Linked DNA regions of Mus musculus: region 1 is linked to region 2. Evidence: chromatin contacts called from public HiChIP or PLAC-seq data. All regions are on one chromosome and are shown on one strand. The core of a region is the stretch at or near the end of the contact, and the rest is flanking DNA. Distances in the headings are between cores, read along the strand shown. Region 1 holds the start of Melk (maternal embryonic leucine zipper kinase). Region 2 has its middle 18 kb from the start of Rnf38.

What was found. HiChIP or PLAC-seq counts read pairs in DNA pulled down with a chosen protein or histone mark.
Region 1: an H3K27ac HiChIP or PLAC-seq map of epiblast stem cells shows a contact between it and region 2, with 2.8 times the contacts expected there. The contact joins the promoter of Melk here to the enhancer-like site in region 2. A contact is called at or near these places in 2 of 39 promoter capture datasets (the 3T3-L1 cell line and macrophages), 1 of 15 datasets of contacts at CTCF or cohesin (CD8 T cells), 21 of 484 Hi-C or Micro-C datasets (8-cell embryo, the C2C12 cell line, CD4 T cells and 14 more), 8 of 115 datasets of contacts at active chromatin or transcription factors (CD8 T cells, bone marrow-derived macrophages, differentiating embryonic stem cells and 3 more) and 3 of 9 other capture datasets (adipose tissue, liver and pancreatic islet).

Annotation. Positions count from the first base shown.
Region 1 is chr4:44,299,457-44,302,284 of GRCm38.p6, reverse strand. It overlaps Melk (maternal embryonic leucine zipper kinase), which reads right to left and starts at 1,368. Exons shown (of 18, transcript NM_010790.2): 1 at 1,213-1,368.
Region 2 is chr4:44,250,821-44,253,520 of GRCm38.p6, reverse strand. No RefSeq gene overlaps it. Among named protein-coding and RNA genes, the nearest start is that of Rnf38, 18 kb to the right of the region's middle. Within about 2 kb of position 1,345, at least 24 of the 459 cell types and tissues checked have an H3K27ac peak or open chromatin away from gene starts, as enhancers often do. A contact at or near this core is called in differentiating embryonic stem cells, embryonic stem cells and epiblast stem cells, where this site is marked.

The sequences.
Region 1 (2,828 bases), core at 119-2,618, 49 kb before region 2:
GTAGGTGCATCTCTGTGAGTTAGAGGCCAGCTTGGACTATACAGTGAGTCCTCATAAAAGGCAAACTGAGGGTATTTTGCTACCAGTATGGTGTTATTTGAGCCATGCTATCACTTACTACAAAACACATTAACTTGCCTCTCGTGCTCATTGACACTGATCTGGTCATTTCAGATGAGAGTGCAGAATGGCTTACAACCTGGCCTTAGAATACAGTTGAGTGGCGGCACCCTTCTGCTCCTTTGCGGAGATTTCTGAGAGCAGCAATAGAGGCATTCATTCCCAAAAGCATTTAGGGACTAACCTGTCCATCTAGTTGGTTCATAATAGATAAAAGGGACAGAGCCACTGTTTCCACGAAGGTGTTTAAGAAGAAACAGAAGCCAAAACATGAACAAAAGTTGGGACTAAATTCTCTAGCCAACGTTTCAGACCCCTCTGAAACCCTCTCTTCCTCCTCCTCCATTAACCACAGAAATCTACCTAAGGTGAGACTAGAACACTCACTACCTCACCTTAGTGTGAGCTCCTGCCTTGGGATGAGAAGCAGGGAACTGCTCCCCTCCACACCCTTCTTGGCAGGAGCCACCTGGCTCCTCCATTTACTGCTATAGCCTCTGGGCGTCCTTACAATACGAGTCTCGGGCCACTTGCTTTAGAGGTGCAAGGTGAGGAAGGATTTGGGCTCTACAAAGGGGTTACACACATTTCTCTTTTAACTGGAATACCCCAGAAAACTGAGTTGAAAAGTGTAAGTGCCTCAAAGCCCATCTCTGAATCGCTTTTGCAGACAGTCAAAAGCACTGAAACAGAACTGGAAATTCCCATTATGGGAGCCTCCGGGGCGTCAAATGCTCTGTCAAACTTTATCAATTACCCGCTGAGCGGGGAATGGGGAGTGGGGAGCGCTCACGCCTGTATCTCCTGCGCTCAGGAAGGTAAGGCAGGAGGATCCAGAATTCAAGGACCACTTTGGCTACAAAGTGAGTTCGAGACCAGTGAGTTCAAGACGCAAGATACATCTCAGAACCCGAGACAAAAAAAAAAAAAAAAAAAAAAAAAAACTACCATCCACCATCTGTGAAAGCCAGGGTCGAAAAACCTAGACGTTCTCACAGAGAACAGTGCTGATGGGTGGAACCCCAGGGAAACTCCGTCTCCCGGCCACGCCCCACGAGGCCCAGAGTGCGGCCCGAGGACGGAAGAACTGACCTGAAGGGCAGCGGGCCCAGCAAGGACCGAACAGGACCGAACAGGACAGAAGGTGAAGCAGCCGGCTGCAGAGTCTAGCAAAGCCGGAACAAGTCGGTGGGAATTTCTGCAGGATTCAAGTTCCAGCAGCTTCCGCCCGCCAAAGGAATCAAACCTCGCGGGCCGGAAGAGGCGGGGCCCAAGGGAGCCCAGTCCCAGGGAGGTGGGGCGGGGCCGGGAGAAAACTGGGCGGAGCGATGGTGGGGCGGGGCGAGATAGGCTCAAACTTTTGATGGGATACTAAATGTGTAGGATGTCAAATGCTCAGGATCGGTGATGGTGAAGACTTTAAGATACTGACTTAAGCCTCAGTACATGGGAACGCCAGGGCCAAGAAGTGCGAGTGGGAGGGTAGGGGAGTTGTGGGGGGGGGAGGGTATGGGGACTTTTGGGATAGCATTGGAAATGTAAATGAAGAAAATACCTAATTTAAAAAAAAAAAAAAGATACTGACTGAAGACTTAAGGCCTTGCCTCCTTCTTTCTTTTTTTTTAAGAATATTTTTATTTTTTTAAAAATACCATTATTCTTCGACACTTTCATACACGTATACAATGTATGTTGATCATATCCACTTTATTCTCCCTTCTTGCTCCCCACACCACCCAAAACCCTCTCTCATCTTCACTTCCTTTTTTTTTTTTAATAGTTTGCCTTTACTAACTGCAGTGTGCATATCTCATAGGGACAAGGAAATTTTTTCCAGAAGACATTGACTTGCTAAGTTTTCATATTTTAATCCCAGCACTTTGGAGGCAGAGGCAGGCAGATTTCTGAGTTCGAGGCCAGCCTAGTCTACAGAGTGAGTTCCAGGACAGCCAGGACTACACAGAGAAACCCTGTCTCGAAAAACAAAAACAAAACAAAAAAAAAAAGTTTTCATATAATTAAGTTTTTTATGTTCTTAATTTTTCATTACATTCATTTATTCGAGTGCGTGCTTGTGGGAAGGGGGGCACGTGTCACTTCACACCTGTGGCAGTTAGAGGACAACTTTCAAGAGTTGGTTCTCTCTTGCCACCTAATGGGTCTAACTAATCAAGTCAAGCTGTCAACTTGGTACCAATTGCCATTACCCATTGACCCCTCTTTCCCCTGATCTTTTTCCCCCTTCTGGTTCATGGGAGGGCTCTCCCTGGCCTTGGCTATTCTAAGCAAGAGCTCTAACATTGTGCCACTTTTCCCTGTGCATCTCATAATTCTTACTAAAATCTGTTGCTATAAGTTATAAAACCTTAGGAACTAAATTAACTACCCATCAAGATGCTAGCAATGTGGCTCATGGGTAAAGATACTTGCCACCAGCCCTGAAAACCTAAATTCAATCCCCAGAAATCTGACTTCCTCATTTACCCCTCCCTGCAAACAAATACAGAAATGATTTTTGGAAAAAAAGAAAAAGAAAAAAGAAAGAAAGAAAAATTCAATGCGCCATAAACACCCAGTATGCCAATAGAAGTATTTTTCATCATAGCATCCCTATTATACCTAGTCATGAGCTTGGTCATTATAAAACTTACATAGGTTGCATGAGTTAAATTGTAGTGACAGCCCAAACCAGAAAAATATTAGAGCCG
Region 2 (2,700 bases), core at 96-2,595:
TTGTAAAGGCTAGTGGTGGCAGAACTGTCCTGGTCTCCTGTCACAAACCCCAGTGTCCTTTCCATGGTCACGTGACTTCATCCTACATGTTGTTTCACCCGGTTAATGTTTAGGAATTTGGAAATCGCAATCTTACACTAACCAGGACTTTTGGTCCCAGGGTGGGGGGTGGGGGGAGGAGAGAGAGAGAGAGAGAGAGAGAGAGAGAGAATGCATCTCTATGATGTCCCCAGCTCCTCTAGCCTTCAGAGGACAGGGTACTTACCAGGTCACTCCTCCCGGTGTTAAAGAGGAAAAGCACGTTTTTTTTCTCAAGGACATGCAACCAAGTGAAGACGACATTCTCAGCTTGCAGCTGATTAGGCGACAGAGCAAACAACCCAAAGGGCTCTTCCTCTTAGAAGTCTCTGAATTCCTGTCCCGCAGCCACTGCAGGGGGAGGGGGTGGTGCTGCTGGTGAGGGTGGGGGTGGGGAAGGTGGGGGTGTAAACACACTACGATCAGAATTTAATGAGTCAAATACCATTGTTAAAAAAAAAAAAAAAAAAAAAAAAAGAAGCCATCATGGACAGAGGCTCCCCAATCAGAGGCTTCCCTCTGGGCTCTCTAAATCCATTTCTCAAACTGTTAGAAACATTGTTAAAATAAACCTGCCATCTTGTGAGCACGGGGAGGAAGGTTACTCTCCTTCTTCCACCATCTGCAGGACTAGCTTAGCTCCCGTCTTTCTTAGGATGCACACCCCCACTTCCACCCCCAGCCTGTTCCTTTATTACATATCAGAGTGGGGTTGATCCTAGTTTCTTTCTCTAACTTAGGAAGATTCAGTCCCAATGAGCGTCTGAAGTACATCAAGGAGACACTTTTGCGATGGATTCTTGGCACATTTTATTGCAATTTTACATTTCCTAATAATTTTGGACAGTGCGCTTGGCCCTTTTGTGTTTTCTGTAAGGAGTTCAGATTAGGTCAACTTAAATCACCATCTAAAAGAAGGGCGTTCAGTCTTGCGACTTGTGGAGGTCCGAGGCTGGAATTGGGGGCGGGGTCACGCTGTGATTAGGACTCAGTGTGTGGTGGGCTAAGAGGACAGCTAAGAGTCACATCAGGGCTTAGTCTCTGCTGGAAACAGGTCTCACCTGAGGCAGAGACTGGATTTGTTTGTGATGCATGCTGGGATTTGATCAGGGGTTGGGGTCAGGGAAGGATAGGGTTCTGTCCCAGGAAGGAAAATGCGGAAAGAGTGGTTAGGCATTCAGATGCACTGTGGTGTGTGTGTGTGTGTGTGTGTGTGTCTCGGGGGTGGGGTGTGCTTTCATAACAGAGGACTGAGCAGATGGGGACCATGGAACCAAGGGGTCACAGCAAAGTCAGTAAGCCCCACAGTGGCTGAAATGAAAGGGTCTGATGGTGTGGAGGGTTTGCAGCTGGGAAGCAAGGAGAACTTTCTTACGAGTGGACAGCTGCCTGACAGGATCCTTATAGCTAAATATGTGTATACCCTGTGACTCAGCACTTCCAGTCTGGTAAAGACCAAACAACTGCTATGCACCCCAACATGGGTAGGTTATGGCAACAGACAGTAGAGAGACACTGTGTGTCTCACTAGTATGTTACCCCAAAGAGGTGACCGTCCATCTCTGATGCTAGGAATCAGATAAGGGCTGCCTTCAAAGAGTAGCTAGGGCTGGAGAGGCGAGGGAAGAAGAACATCTCCAGAGAGATGGCACAGCTATATTTTGATCTGGGCGTCTGTTACACAAGTAGGACATACATAAAAATTCACCAGAGTGAGAGCTGGCAGTGGTGACTCACACCTATAATCTTAGCACTTGAAGGGCTGAGACAGGAGGATTGCTTTAAGTTTGAGGCCAGCCTGAGATGCATATGGGTTCCAGGCAAGTCTGGGCTGTACAGAGCGACACCTTGCCTCAAAACAACAACCAGGGATGCTGAGCTGCTTAGATGCCGAAGCTCACAACCTGAGTTCAGTCCCTGGGGCCCACATGGCAGAGAGATAACCAACTCCTGCAGGTTGTCCCCTGACCTCCATACAAGTGCTGAGGCACATGCTTGCGTGTAAACACACACACACACACACACCAAGCAAATAAATGTAAAAATAAAAACAATAATAACACAATTCATTGAGCCAAATTTAATTATTGTGCACTTTTGTTGTTGTTGTTTTTATATGTGTACACTGTCACTGTCTTCAGACACACCAGAAGAGGGCATCAGACCTCAGTACAGATGGTTGTGAGCCACCATGTGGTTGCTGGGAATTGAACTCAGGACCTTGGGAAGAGCAGTCAGTGCTCTTAACCGCTGAGCCATCTCTCCAGCCCATGCACTTTTTTTGAGAAAGGATTATGCTCTTTTTTTTTTAACAAGTAAATTATATTTTAAGGAAAAAAAAAAACAGCAGAGTATGGTAAAACTATACAGAATGTGTGCTAAATAGATACAGTGATAAAACATCATTAAAAGTCAATTTTTGACCTTTTTTTTTGTTTTGTTTTGTTTTGGTTTTTTTGGTTCAGTTAAAGATAGGTTGGTAAGTTCATTCCAGTCTTGTTGATCCTGAAGCTGGGTCTAGGGGGAGGCCCTCAACTTGAATGTAAGCACTCTGTGTTAGTAGCCAACCCAGTAGGAATAACTGGTATGCAATATCAGGCCGAAGGTGGGGTACAAATTATT